5 separate regions of the Mus musculus genome follow, and regions 1, 2, 3 and 5 are each linked to region 4. Evidence: chromatin contacts called from public HiChIP or PLAC-seq, Micro-C and promoter capture Hi-C data. All regions are on one chromosome and are shown on one strand. The core of a region is the stretch at or near the end of the contact, and the rest is flanking DNA. Distances in the headings are between cores, read along the strand shown.

Evidence for each region. Promoter capture Hi-C pulls out the DNA fragments that hold promoters and counts their contacts. A called contact is a pair of places that touch in the nucleus more often than the background predicts. HiChIP or PLAC-seq counts read pairs in DNA pulled down with a chosen protein or histone mark.
Region 1: a contact with region 4 is called in an H3K27ac HiChIP or PLAC-seq map of extraembryonic endoderm stem cells, with 9 times the contacts expected there. The contact joins the enhancer-like site here to the promoter of Scaper in region 4. A contact is called at or near these places in 2 of 39 promoter capture datasets (both in embryonic stem cells), 2 of 15 datasets of contacts at CTCF or cohesin (the NIH/3T3 cell line and large pre-B cells), 37 of 484 Hi-C or Micro-C datasets (the AtT-20 cell line, B cells, the C10 cell line and 24 more), 21 of 115 datasets of contacts at active chromatin or transcription factors (acute myeloid leukemia, astrocytes, bone marrow-derived macrophages and 12 more) and 5 of 9 other capture datasets (adipose tissue, embryonic stem cells, liver and 2 more).
Region 2: a promoter capture Hi-C map of erythroid cells shows a contact between it and region 4, with 8 times the contacts expected there. The contact joins the promoter of Fbxo22 here to the promoter of Scaper in region 4. A contact is called at or near these places in 2 of 39 promoter capture datasets (cranial neural crest and erythroid cells) and 1 of 115 datasets of contacts at active chromatin or transcription factors (the 230-238 cell line).
Region 3: an H3K4me3 HiChIP or PLAC-seq map of bone marrow-derived macrophages shows a contact between it and region 4, with 4 times the contacts expected there. The contact joins the enhancer-like site here to the promoter of Scaper in region 4. A contact is called at or near these places in 1 of 39 promoter capture datasets (neural stem cells), 1 of 484 Hi-C or Micro-C datasets (embryonic stem cells), 4 of 115 datasets of contacts at active chromatin or transcription factors (the 230-238 cell line, bone marrow-derived macrophages, embryonic forebrain and 1 more) and 3 of 9 other capture datasets (adipose tissue, liver and macrophages).
Region 5: a Micro-C map of embryonic stem cells shows a contact between it and region 4, with 5 times the contacts expected there. The contact joins the promoter of Tmem266 here to the promoter of Scaper in region 4. A contact is called at or near these places in 3 of 39 promoter capture datasets (hippocampal neurons, liver and neural stem cells), 1 of 15 datasets of contacts at CTCF or cohesin (the NIH/3T3 cell line), 3 of 484 Hi-C or Micro-C datasets (the G1E-ER4 cell line, embryonic stem cells and olfactory sensory neurons), 2 of 115 datasets of contacts at active chromatin or transcription factors (astrocytes and embryonic stem cells) and 3 of 9 other capture datasets (embryonic stem cells, liver and pancreatic islet).

The regions. Positions count from the first base shown.
Region 1 is chr9:55,422,398-55,425,097 of GRCm38.p6, reverse strand. All of the region lies in intron 8 of Tmem266 (transmembrane protein 266), which reads right to left. Among named protein-coding and RNA genes, the nearest start is that of Etfa, 88 kb to the left of the region's middle. Within about 2 kb of position 1,432, at least 31 of the 459 cell types and tissues checked have an H3K27ac peak or open chromatin away from gene starts, as enhancers often do. A contact at or near this core is called in the AtT-20 cell line, adipose tissue, cerebellum and 1 more, where this site is marked.
Region 2 is chr9:55,207,599-55,210,356 of GRCm38.p6, reverse strand. It overlaps Fbxo22 (F-box protein 22), which reads right to left and starts at 1,422. Exons shown (of 7, transcript NM_028049.2): 1 at 1,169-1,422; 2 at 866-1,004. The coding sequence starts at 1,305.
Region 3 is chr9:55,391,076-55,393,775 of GRCm38.p6, reverse strand. The region is part of intron 3 of Tmem266 (transmembrane protein 266); the gene reads right to left. Among named protein-coding and RNA genes, the nearest start is that of Tmem266, 66 kb to the right of the region's middle. Within about 2 kb of position 1,290, at least 14 of the 459 cell types and tissues checked have an H3K27ac peak or open chromatin away from gene starts, as enhancers often do. A contact at or near this core is called in bone marrow-derived macrophages and neural stem cells, where this site is marked.
Region 4 is chr9:55,936,688-55,939,387 of GRCm38.p6, reverse strand. Scaper (S phase cyclin A-associated protein in the ER) reads left to right here and starts at 1,269. Exons shown (of 33, transcript NM_001357652.1): 1 at 1,269-1,318.
Region 5 is chr9:55,325,577-55,328,276 of GRCm38.p6, reverse strand. It overlaps Tmem266 (transmembrane protein 266), which reads right to left and starts at 1,364. Exons shown (of 11, transcript NM_172923.4): 1 at 1,277-1,364.

The DNA.
Region 1 (2,700 bases), core at 183-2,682, 510 kb after region 4:
AGCTGGGAGGTGGGCCACACACCCTGAATCGTAGCACGTGAAGAACTGAGACACGAGGGTGCGAGTTCCAGACCAGCCTGGGCTCTGTAGTCCCTTAATGACTTTCCAATGGAGAATGAAAGTCATGCTTTATGATAAGAGCTTCAAAGGTGGTGTTACAGCAGCCTGGGCAGACAGACAGACAGACAGAGTTCCAAGTTATGGGTGGAGGAGAGGGAGAGGCAGTGGGAGAATGGGTGTGAGGACAGACGTGCACAACTGGAGTCCCAGAGGAGAACAACGAATGGGACAAAAGCAACCAATCATTCCGCTGGGAGTGCACACGGTGGGAGAGCACATGTGTGGGGTGTTCATTGCCTCCCCACCCCCACCCAAGCTTCAGGATCCAATGAAACCCACCAGTCTGATCTGTTCAAGAAACTCCTAGAGAGAAAAGGAAAGGAGGGAGGGAGGAAGGAAAGAAGGAAGACAGGAAGGATACAAAACTAGTTACTCCTAAGCAGGATAGGTGCACCCCCCAACTCCTAGACACCCCCCCCCCCGCAGTCAACCTGCTAAGAAACGATCAGTAGAAAAACCAAGTCCCCCACAATCTCCAGAGCTCACAAAAGCCTGGCCTCTGACAAAGGCAGGCTCACAGTGCCTCTGATGACAGAGTAAAGCAAATCTTCCCCTAGCAAACATTACACAAAAGCCCATCCCTAAGCTAGGAAAACAATGGAAGCAACTATTTCTAATCTAATAGCCCAGCCTGAGCAGCAGGGGCCCACGGAGAGCCCCAGTCTGTACATTACTGGAGCGAGTCAGGCCCAGCTCAGGCGGCCACACCCAGCCTTCCCGGCCTTTAATGGGTTGGCCACAGAGTCCAACTCACATGGGCTGCAACCTGATCAATGCACACTGTGGCCAGCGGCTCGATGGCATCTAATGCAGTAGCAATAGTTTGGCTCTGTTCTTTCAGTACTGTCTGCACAGGTTGCCCGACCCTCAGAGCCATCTGCTGCTGGGATGGCGTCCAGTGTTTATCTCCACTACTCTCACCGTTGTTGGTAACAATAAAAATCAGGAGACGGTTGCAAACTAATGATTTAGGAGCAGGGTGAGGCTGAGACTGACCTTGGCCCCTTTCCATCCACTATGGAGATGACAGGTAGATGGCCATAAATCTAAATTATAGTCAAAGGATAACATATGTTATTTCTCTGATGGCTAATTTTATCAGCTAAATAGGCTTGTCACTAAAGCTATCAGCTGTTTTACAAACCACTTCCCATGTTAAAAATAATAATAACAACTTTACTTTCCTTGGTGGAAATTTTGAAAAAAATCCAGGTAACAGAGGCCATTGTGCCGAAAAGGTGGGGCGTAAGATGTCTGCAGGGAAGGAAGGCACTCTTTGGACTGAGCGGCTGCTGAAGCAGAATAAAATATGCTTCCTGTTATTCCTGCCCTTTGGCCCACTCTCTGAGCTCTGGGCACAGCCTCAAAGGGCAGCCATTTGTACAAACTGTGATCTTTCCTCAGGGTTCTCAGCTCCAGGTCCAGAGTGAGGCTAGGATGAGGAGATGGACTCCATTGGTACCCCTGTACCCACAAAGCCTGCCCTAGCTCCTGCACCTGGGCACTGGGTACGGTATCCTTCCACCTCTTCTGCCTTGGAAATGCAGAGAGCCTCTTGGGTGGAAAGTCTTATTTTTCCTTGGGGAAACCGACCAGGGAGGATTTGGGGGAATGAAACTGTGCCTCCAACTATACGAAAGGGTAATGGACCCACAAGCCTCATTTCTGTGGGTTAGGTGACTGCATAGTGACTCTTTCTCTTCGGGGAACACAGGCCACTAGTATCAACATCTAATATCTTTGAACTGTGTAAGACTTGCTGATGAAATAAGGACAGAAGCAACATCACCACTTCCAGACTTGTCAAATAAAGGCTTGTGGCCAGTTTTCCAGTCTCTTTTCTTCTGCACTGCTGGCTGGAGAAGACCCAGAGGAGCCACACAATGGAAGGAGCCTGGGGGCCAGAGTGACAGTGAAACAGACAGTTCCCTAGGCTCTGTCCACTGCAACCTGCTCTGGTAATTATAAGGATGACAAACACACTCTTTATGTGTTAAGTCTTGGGAGTTCTCTGTGTGCATATATAATATGCATTCACACATGTATATGTGTGTGTTAGGTGCAGTGCATACAGAGGTCAGAGGTCAGCGTTGGATGTCTTTCCCAAGCTCTCTCTACTCTCTCTACTGATACAGCATCTCTCCCTGGACCTGGATCCAGCTCACTGGTTTAGCTAGGAATCTACTTCCCAAGCACTGAGAGGACAGGCATGCGCCGCAAACACAGCTCTTCATACAGGTGCTGGGAGTCTGAACTCGGACCCTCAAGCATTCATAACAAGCACTTTAGCATCTCCCTGCTCCAATCCTTGAAGTCTGATGCAGCAGCTAATGGTACCTACCATGACTAGCTGTGCCTTGTGTGGACACCCTATTTTCAGTACATAGAAATGAAGTCTGGGCTCTGTTTCATCAGAAACTGCACCCAGGTAAGGGGCAGCCTGTGGAAACCTCAGTCTTCCCATCTGTAGAGGGGGTTAACAAATCTTGACCTGCTAATCTTGACCATCAGAGTCAAAAGCCATGGGAATAATGACCATGATAGAAGTCCATTCAACAGTATTTGTACCATCTTATACAT
Region 2 (2,758 bases), core at 173-2,672, 730 kb after region 4:
TGTGCCTTGAATTTTCTTAAGTGTTGGGGCTGGTACAGAAAGTCAGGTTGGAGAAACATACAAACCAAAGGAGCGCGCCTTTCAGTTACTCATTGGGAACAGAATCAAATCCTTCTGCTCTTAAGAAAAGCACTGGGGCACTTTGGCTCCCACACCAAACATTAATCAAGAGAGTGGCCTACAGATTTGTCCACGGGTCAATCTTTGGCAGGCACTTAACTTGAGTTCCCTCTTTCTGGATCAAGTTGAAAACCAAACTCAACACCAAAAGAATCGACACATACATCAATGATAACTTCCCAATGTGGAGACTATATTGTGGTTAAGTAGAACATTCCTATTTGCCTATTATACATACTAAGCGATAATAGGGCATCAAATTGGCAATTTCCTCACGAGGGCCCCTGCCACTCAGTGAGATACTGGAGATTCACTATCTATCAGCTCTATAATCTGTCTTCACCTCCCTGAACACTGACTCTCCTGGATCCAGGGACAAAAATGAGAAAAGGAATGTGGTTTACGTATTTAGGTAGAAGTTTTAGTTCTTCCGGTTCTAGTGTGAGACCCTGGGCAAGCGATACCCAACACCTTCATTGCAAAATTGAGGCAAGTTAAGGAAGGCTCTGTACGGCCTTGTAATAGTGGACACCTGGATACTTCAATTGCCCAACATCTAATAATGACTAAACCGCAGTACGCCCCTACAAAACCTGACGTTTACTACAAAAGCCAGAATACGAGCATAGGTTCTCCGAGTTAACGAAAGCAAGGATATGTATCACAATCTTGATTTTTTAAAAAGTTCTCCAAGATGGCCCACCAGTCCTGCAAGTGACTGTCCAACGCATAACTCCATACTTGCCTCAAGCGCCTCAGCTACCACGCGCACCAAGCAATGTCCCTCCAGGTGGCCCGCTTCAGCCACACCCGCGGAGATCCAGGTCACGCTGCGATGGGTCCGCAGCACTCTGCGTACACACTCCCTCCACAGGCGGCATACTCTGGGGATGCAAAAGCACAAAGGGTTGCCGCCGGGCGGCCGGTTCCCACCGTCAGCAGCCTCGCAGCGCCAGCTAAGCACTAGGAAACCCGGGCAGAGGTCCCGGCAGAGGCGACCCCGCCACCCTCCGGGACGAAGGTCTCCTCCCGCCCCATTCGCCCTCACCCGGCTACCCGAAGCAGCGCTTTGGCCGGCAGGAAGGTAAACACACGCTCCACCACCTCCGCAAGGTTACTCAGCACGTAGGTGCTTCGCGGATCTGTGGAGGAGGAGACGCCGCCACCGCCGCCTGCCGGCTCCATTCCTCGCCTACCGGCCCGAAGGCCCTACAGAGTCTCAGGGGTACCGGAGCGGCCGGCGCACCACCTACAACCCGAGCTCCCTGAGCAGGCGCGCGCCACTTCCGGTGGGCCGCTTCCGGTACTGGACACGCCGCTGCGGCGGTGCACCGGCCTGCACAGTTCCGCCCGGAAGGGACCGGAGGCAGCCTGGCGTTTAAGCCGGCTGCAAACACTATTTGGTCAATCTGGTTAACTCGTTAGGTCTTAAGTTTTAAGCGAGTAGACATAAATAGCACTCGCCATTCTTTGGCACTATTAATTGCTACAGAAAGCACATGCCAAACCAGATAGATATTTTCACACAGGAGCCATTATTCTTTGGCTCCTGCTGGCTCTTCCCTGCAGGGCTACATACAGAATCACAGGGGATGAAGCCCAACACCATACATTCCCGAACCACAAATGAAAGAACAGTAGAGGCTGCTTCATTTCAACTGAATAGGTTGTCTCCTGACTGAGGGGCACTTTGTCCCCAGCTACTTGGCCTGACCTGGTGCTTCTTGTTTTGGCTTCTAGATCTTTTACACTGTGATAACCCATTAGAACATTTTGAGCTGGACAAGATGATGCATGTTTGCATCTAGCAAGCTGGAGGCAGGAGGGTCAAAAGCCGAAAACAATCTAGACCCTACTGCAAAATATGTAAGATAACACAAAAAAACATGAACAAGCCCTCAACAAGCAGCAGCCACTTTACTCTGGAAACCTTAAGACTTAAGTAGCAAACATGGACGCATCATACAGTCTCCAAAACACCACGATACACTGGGAATGTGTGAAAACTTCAATGCTTCCCGTTAATAAAAAACCCCAGCAGCTCTGGGCTCTCCAGGAGCCCTAAATCCTACTTCTAGAACTTCCAAACTGCTCTGTGGCTCCACTCTTCTCACCAGGCACTGGTTGGGGTGGGGGTGGGGTGCGGGAACATGTTATGACGACTAGGGAATGAACACCAAGGGTCAGTATGTTTAAGAGGAGGACTTCTGAACATTTCCTCAGCTAAGGCAACCTTCAGAAAAAACAACTGTTTCTGAATGAAGTAGGGAGGCTGTACATGGAGACATAACATTCAAACCAAACATGAAACTGGCACAGGAATTTCAGTCAAGGAAAGAAAAGGCTTTCCTTCTGCTGAGATTCTGATGAGATCTACAGATAGTGGTGTGTATAGAGGCCTTGAGTGTACAAGAGGAACTGTGCTAATAGTACCCTAAGAACATTAGAGACATTAATTAAAACAGCACTAGAAACCCACATGTATTTGAATTTAAAGAACGCAGTAAGGGAATGGTTAAAGAAAAACTGAATACACTATGTGTGTACACACCAATTCTAGGTTCCCTATCCCTCTCAGTATCTTCATCTCCACTTCTGAAACCTCCCCACACCCCATCTTCTCTTTAAACAGCCTACA
Region 3 (2,700 bases), core at 41-2,540, 550 kb after region 4:
TGGCGGGGGAGATCTCAAGGAGGAAGTGATGGTCAAGAAAGTTAAAGGCAGTGCCCATAGGTATCGGGAAGAAACACACAGACCTGCCTAGTTAGTACCAACATTCTCTTCAGGCCCAAAGGACACCAGGACATGGGCCAGGAACTGGCTTAGGGAGGAAGGGTTTCTCTTGCATGGTGGGCAGAGCTCACTAATCACCTAGCACCTGGGCAGATGCTGCTGGGGCAACCACTCCCCATGACAAGACCCATCTCCTGCCAAATCCCAAAGCATTGCAAAGCCAAGTCTACCTATCCTACTCTACTGCTGTGGCAGCTTAGCTGTGCCTGCCCAGAGCTTGGCATTCAGTCACCAGCTGCTCTCAGCCTGGGAGGAAATTCATGTTGGTCCCCGAGCTGCACAAGGAGATGGTATTTGTACCACAGCTGAGGTGAACCTCTTTTCTCCCAGTGACCCCACAGCACAGCAGTGACTTAAGAGACAAAGGAAGATACCTGCTGTAGGTAGATGACTCCAGGCAGAGAAGCCTGGAAGTGGGGGTTGGGATCAGCATCCAGGCCAGAGATTGCTGGAAAGTCCCAAGGTTTAAGCCATACCCCAGGTCCCTTATGAAGCCACCATTTCTGGGTTAGGCCCATGGTCTATAACTTCGTGAGGTGACTCCAAGGTGTGGACCATGGTTCTGCCTCTTCAGATGTGAGCACTCCTGGAGTTAGGGAAGCTAAATCGTCCCCAACACCCACTGAATTTGGGCCTGCATTTCAGGAGAACCCAGCTCAAGAGTGTTCTTGCAGGTGACAACTATTATGGAGGATGAACTGAGGGTGTATGTGGTGTGACAGAAGCTTGGGAGCAGGACAGAGAAGGTAACCAGGGCCACCAGGAAGGAGGCTTGCCTGTGCCTATGTTTTAACAAGAGAGACAGGGACGGGGCTGTACAACTCTAAAGTAACTTCCATCTGGGCTCCCTAGTGGGAATGGGAACCAGCGGTGAGGCAGAACCTGCAGGTTCCTGCCTGGCCCCAGGTTTAGAATTGGATCACTCCTTGTGAAATGCAAGTGACTCAGACATTCCAAGGAGAGTGTGTGTTCCCTCTCCGCGGAAAGGTATACTCCAAGAAGACGGTGTTTCCCGTTTTTATAACCCGGTTTGCGTGGTTAATAAAAGAACTGACTGGGCTGAAGCCCGGACACAGACTGGAAAATAACTTCTTTCAGGCAGCCTCAGCCCATCAAAGTCCCGGAGTGGTGTTATTCCTGAAGTTGCCACCAGAGGGCAGACGTGCCCCTATTTCCCAACATGTGCTACAAAAGCCAGGGGCAGCTCTGGGGAGGGCTTGGGCTGCCCAAATAGAGAATACCAACAGATGGGCCTGCTGGCAGGTGGTATTCCAGAGAAGTTCCGGCACCCCTCATGAGGCCTCAGAGGAGTCCGGGGGTGGAAAGCAGGTGAGCGCCGGTGCGGCTTCTGTTTTATATTCTTAGTTGTTTGGGGTAACAGTTTGAGAGAATAAATTCTAGAATATGAAAATGGAGTTTGGCAAATCCCCAAAGGCTCTTTTATGGGAGGTCAGGCCATAGGAGTGGCCTGGAAGGCAGGCAGGCAAGATCAGGTCAGGTAGTGGTCCCAAGCTTGACAAAGAAACAGCCTCATCTTAAAGGTGAAGTATGGACCAATCAGGGCCGGGCTTGCGTTGCTCCTTCAGGGCCAAGCCTCTTTCTCCCTACAACCCACTATGCACTCAGAGGAAACGTTGTCCTCCTGGTGTGAGCCTGTGGGGATGGTGGGGACTCTCCAGTTATCCTAAAAGGGTTCTTCACAGGCAATGAAGGTGGTTTCTCTAGTGTCCGGGACAGAAGACCTCGTTAGTTGCACATTTGGATTGTTGTCCATTAAGTTCCCAAAGAAAAGATCTGAGGGGAGGTCGGAATGAGTCTAGAAGTCTAGAGGTAGGGGCGACGGAGATGAAGATGAAGCCTGGAGCACCAGGCGTTTGCCCCCTGTCTGGCCTGCAGGGGGCTTCTCCCCCCCCCCCCCCCCGTGGCTCAGAAGATTCCTCGGAGCAAAGCTCTCCAATAATTGACAAAAACAATAACCATTTGCCACACACACCCCCCCCCCCCACGCCATAGACATAAAACTACAACTCTGCATTTAAGGTTTCAAGAGATGCAGAGACTCCTTGGCCCTCATGGAGACCCCCTGCCTAGCTTCTTAAACTTACTCTTAAGGGTCATTGTGCTTGTTAGTAGTTTTGTTAACCTAACCCAAGCTGGGGCCACCTTGAGAAAATGCCTCCATTATCCTGGCCTGTAGGCAAGTTTGGAGGGGCATCTTCTTGATTAACGAATGGCAGCCCACTATGGGTAGTGCTACCCCTGGACAGATGGTTCTGCCTTTAATCCTAGCCCTTGGGAGGCAGAAGCAGGTGTCTCTCTGCTAGATCAAGGCCAGCCTGGTCTACAGAGCTAGTTCTAGGACAGCCAGGGGTACACTGAGAAACCTTGCCTCCAAAACAAAACAAAACCAAACAAAAAAGCAGGCTGAGTGAGTTAAGAACAAGCCAGTTGGTGGCATTTCTCTGTGGCCCTGTTTCAGTTCCTGCCTCTATGTCCCTTCCTTGAGCTCCTGCTACAGCTTGTCTCGATTATGGACTCCAAACTGTAAGGTGTGATAAGCACTCTCCTCCCCACGCTGCT
Region 4 (2,700 bases), core at 20-2,519:
TACTGCAGGTGGGGATTTGCAGTAAAGAAATCACTAGTGACTTTAGAAAAGAATCGGAAGAAACCAAACTGCAGTAAGTCCAGACCTGAAGAGGAACTGAAGTAGTGGAGATATCTTGCAAATTGCAAAGTACAAAGGGCAGGCTATGAGGGGGAATGAAAACATGTTGAAGTGAGGGCTGGTGGTTGGGAGATTTGAAGTGGAAAGAGATTGAAGTTGTTTAAATGCTCATGAGAATAAGAGAAGATAGTAAACCAGAGAAACAAGACCCTGACCGCCATTTATATTGCACTAATTCTTCCTATCTCCACTTACTTTATTACCAATAGTGCTTATCATATAACTTACAATTTTTATTATTTGTGTTTCCTCCGAGCTCAAGAACAAACATTTCCTCCCTCCAGGATTTCTTTTGGGGGAGGACCTATTTTGTTCATTTATGACTCTAAGCAAGCTAGTAGAGCTAATGTGGCAGGTCCTTCATAACTGTTTGTCAAACAACTGAACGAATGGGTTTTCTAAGAAACCAAGAGGCGGAAGGACCTAGAAGGAGCCTCTAATACAGCGTGCACCTGCTTCCATAACTCTTACCCTCTTAAGGGTGAGGCAGATGTCAGTGACCCGTTAGCTTCCCACCTGTTGTAAGAAGTGTGAGCCAAGTTAGAATCTCAGAGTCATCTGGACGAAAAGCTGCAGAAAATACTCCTTGATATTGTACTGTGACGGGCATAGATTGTTTTCCATTTAGTTCACAACTGTGGTTTAAATACCTACACATAATCATCTTGCACTTATTGTTGTCTTTGAAATAGCTTAAGCCTACCTTTTAGGTTTTTGTAGTTGGATCCTTCCAAGCCTGGCACCGACATTTGAAACAAGCCTTTAAGTGGAGACTAAGCTCCGCTTGGCTAAGTCCCAGGTGCTTTAGTGAAAGATTGTCACACACATTTCTTGAGGTCTTTAATCGGTGGGCTGTGGTGGTAAGACACGCCGGAAGAAAGCTGAATCCGAGAAAGGGGCCAGTGTGGACAAAGCTGAGGTAGACCGTCAGTCCAAGAAAGAGAACAGCACTGAAGAAAAAGACGTTCGTCGGTACAGAGGAAACTCTTACCTTTCTACTTGAGCGCGCAAGAAGTGAGCCTAGCTGCGCCTGCGCGAATGGCCCAGGACGGCCTAGGGGGAGTGGCTGGGCTTCGGCTGGCGTCACGTGGTGCGCCGTCCATCCGCCCCGCCCGGTCCTCCGCGGCCGCCCCGCCCCACCCCGCCCCTTTCCCGCCGGGACGCTGGGAGCCGCCCCAAAGTAAGCTAAGCCTCCCGGGTAAGTGTCCGCGAGGGGCGCGCGTCGCCTCGACCCGGACGGGCCCAGGAGGGGCGCGGGCAACCTGTGTTGTGGGGCTGAGGGGACAAGATGGCGGCGGAAACCCTTCCACCTCCTCCCTCACCTGGGCGTGTGACCGGGGGAGGGGAGCCGCGAGGTGGACTGAGGAGGCCGGGCCAGGGTGGGGAGGGTCGAGCTGGCCCCGGGGCAGTGAGGGTCGTGGGACTGGGACAGACCTCAGGCCGGGCCGGGGTTAGGGTCGGGGCAGAAGACTGTCTCTAGGGGGTAGCCGAGCCTACTGGAATGTCCCTACTGCACGAGTGAGGGGTCCTCAGAAGCTGCTGCTTGCCTGCATTTGGCAGTTAATCACTTTCAGCATCTTTCCCTCCAGGGCTTTACCACACTTTCCATGAACCTAGATTCAGGCATTAGCTATCTCAGGGAAGCATGGAGGTAAAAAAAAAAAAAAAAAAAAAAAAAATTTTTTTTCTTCCCATTTTACAAATGTTTACTTGAGGCCTCAGGTGCAAACCGAAGGCCTCTCTCACCTGAGAGCCTCCTACCTCAGCGTCCTTGCCTCTGTACTTTATTAGCACTCCCCTCTGCTCAGATTTGCAGTCCTGCACACAGAAGCAGGTTAGAGTCAGTAACTGACTCCAGAGAGTTTGGGGCTTGTTAGAAAGCAGCCAGAAAATTGCTCCCCAAGCAGCACCTGCTGCTGTCCCAAAGGCTCCCTCTAAGGAGGTCTCACTACCCCATGGGCTGCCTCCTGCTGCTGGTGGACTGTATTTCTCACGTGTGTCGCGTTATTGTCTGTGGAATAGCAATTTGCTACAATCATCTTCCTGAACAGAAAATAATTCCCGGCTGCAATTTACAGATTTATTTCATCCACATCACATGGGAGAAGAGTGAGATAGATGCTGTGGACGTTTATAAATGGGAAACTTGAGGCTCAAAGAGATGATTGCTTAGCCTGATCACTTGCTGGTAATGTGGCAGATTTCTGATTTAAGATAGAAAAATAAGCACAGCACTAACCCACCCTGTCCTATGTAGGTGCTTTGAATTGGTAAATTTTTTTTCCTGTTAAGCATGACTTTCTGCAAGATGCTTGCAGATTGATTTACAACAAATACACCAAAATGACTTGAGAATGTCCATTGACATCCAAATATCTTTAGTACAAGAGCCATTTTAAAATGTCATGTGGGAAATTATGTTGGTGGGAAAAAGTGTGATGTGGCTTTTTTCCTTTGGTTTCCATCATTTGGATACGATCCATGTCATAAAACTAGCAGAAATAATGTTTCTACAAGGAACTGCTTCTCGTTCGTCATAACCCTTAAGCAAATGCCCCATCCTTCCTCTTTCTTCATTCC
Region 5 (2,700 bases), core at 115-2,614, 610 kb after region 4:
AAGTGCCAGCTTCTTCATCTCCAACACAGAGATGACAGCCTTGCAGTGAAGACCCAAGGAAATGAGCCACAAATGGCGTTTAGCTCAGCACTGGGTCCCTACAAGTACATCTCCTGGTTTAATGTGGTACCACAGTCCAGCTGCTGGACCCCCACAGCTTGCGAGTCATTTTCATTTTGTGCTTCCGGCTCTTTCTGTTCTTTTCACTATATTATTCCTGGGGGAGGGCCATAGGGAGCAGTTACATACAGTCCACTTTCCCCACTCTTCTTCACAGCCAAGTTAAAGCTAGGGAAATAGATAATATACCCTGAAGAGAAACCCAGTGCTTAGAATATGGTGATGTATGTATATGGAATATAAGTAAATCATATTTCAGTCTAAACTATATAATGGAAAAAATGAGAATTTATTTCAAAAGAAAGAATTGGCAGGCAACACATTTAAAGAGGATAGAATGGGGTCTTACGGACCTCATTATTTCAGTATTGGTGACTATGAAACAGAATGGAGTATGGGGTCTGACTTCCAACAGGTGGCTAGCTTTAATCGGCTTCAGATGCAAAACCGCGATGAGTCTGAGTAAGCAAGACTCAGATGCTCAATTCAAGGCCTCCTATTAACAATTTAGAAAGAATTTCTTTCCTGGGTTTAAACCTCCCTGGCAAGTTAGCAAGCAGGGAACTGTCTGCACCTGTCCTCGGAACAGTACGCCAGGCTGACATGAAACCCTCCATCCTTTCCAGACCGTCCATCCTGCCGCTGGGGCACCTAGCGACAAACCGGGGAAGCCCACTAGGAAGTGGTCACGACCAGCAAAGCCACAAACCCCTAGGGTGTGGGATTTCCACCTCTACACCACGTCTGAAAACCGAAAATAGGCGTCCACTTGCTATACTGCAATGGGATTCCCCTTAGAAGCAAACCTCCCGCACCCCCAGCTTTCATGTTTTATTAATAAATGCAAGATGGCACACAGAGGCAAAGAATAGGAGGGAAGGCATCCGCAGCTGGACCCGAACCAGGACAGTTTGCAAAAATAAATAAGAAGCATGTGACAAGCAGATCCCCAGTCTGGATCTGAAGACCCCGTGCTCCCCAGAGGATGGTCGTCCGGCTCCCCAGCCCGGGACATGAAGGTCAGCTGCAGGATCCTAGTCCTCCAGGGCAGTCACCCTGCAAACCACGATCCGGCCCCTACCTTTGCCTCCCTCACCCGCCCGCCCGGGCCACAGCCGGGGAAGCCCCGGCGGCTGCCGGCTGCAAGAACACGTACCTGCTGCCGGAGCTCAGGATTCGCTCTGCTCTGCAGCGCCGGGCCCGCGCTCCCGCTCCCGGGGCTCCCCTCTCCGCCCCCCCACCCCCCCGCCCCCTCGCGGCCCCGCCGCTCCCTCCGCCCCTCCGCCCACCCCGCTCGAGCGCGCGCGCACGCGCTTTCGGGACGGCGGCTCTCCCGGGCCCGCGCCTGCGCTCTCGCTGCCCGCTCCCGCTCCCGCTCGCGCGTTCCGGAGGCTGCAGAGGGGCCGCGCGGCTGTCTAGGAAACTGCGACCAGCGGGGGCCGCGTGTGGGCAGTCACCCCCGGCGAAGGGCAAGCGGGCCTCGTGGCGCGGGTGACAGGGGGCAGGAGCTCGAAGCGGAGGCTGGCTGGTGCGGCCGAGGGCGGGCGGGCGCCTGCGGTCCCACGGTACCGCCCTGGGTGCGTTTTCACACACTGTGCTGTGAGTAGCGGCGCGCAGTGTCCTCCGAGGTTTCTGCCTGCCGCCCCTGGTGTGTGCATTGCCCCAAGGAGCCTTTGAAGGCATTGCCCACCCCTCGGTGGTCCCCATCACATTCTCACGTGACAGATACACTGTGCGTGTTGGTCATGTATTGTAAATGAAGAGTTTTCTGCCCTTGAAGCGCCTGTCCCGATTGAGAATGCCTAGAGTAGACAGAGTGACTGAGCAATCTGGGGGTTTAAAAAAAAAAAAAAAAAGCCTCACGTGTGAAAAGGAAAAAAAAAAAAAGCTTACTGCTGTGAACAGTTTTTAAAAACAGTTTTTTAAAAATAGCCGCTTTCCTTTGGGGTTTTGGCCTTCTTATGTTAGATACTTTAAAGATCGGAAACCCTTCTTTCTCTAGGGCACAAAGTTCCTGAGTGACTTTGGGGTTCTCCCCCATTGGCTTCCCCTCCAGAATAATCACTATTTGGTTAGGTTCACGTGGCCTTCAGGAACGCCTGCGACTTTCTTGCCTTCTCTTCCACTAGCAAAACGGTAGAAATTAGAATTGAAAGCTTTAAAACCCAGACCATACATAGAACCGCCTGAAGGGCTCGGATCGGTTTTTTAATAGATACAGAAATGTCTAGACAAGGAATGTACATGGAAAAGTATGTCTTTGTTTAGTCCTCACCTACCAACATTTCTTAACCATCTGTAATGTCTAATTTCGGGGGGCAGGGGGTCCTTGGAGAAAACAGTTGTAGAAGTTATTTGGCTTGACAGGATTTCCCCCTACTGGTTCTAGGCATAAATAGACTGGAAAGTAGAAATGCTGTCCTCCCTCCATACTACCTCCCCGTGACCCCCCATTTAGTAGAACTACACTTAAGTTTCCTTAAGGGCTTTGAACAGCATTCATGACAGTGTTTCGCTGGTTAGCCATCTGGCAAAACATTGAGATACAAAGATTTCCTGAATTAGACTCCAATAACAAGC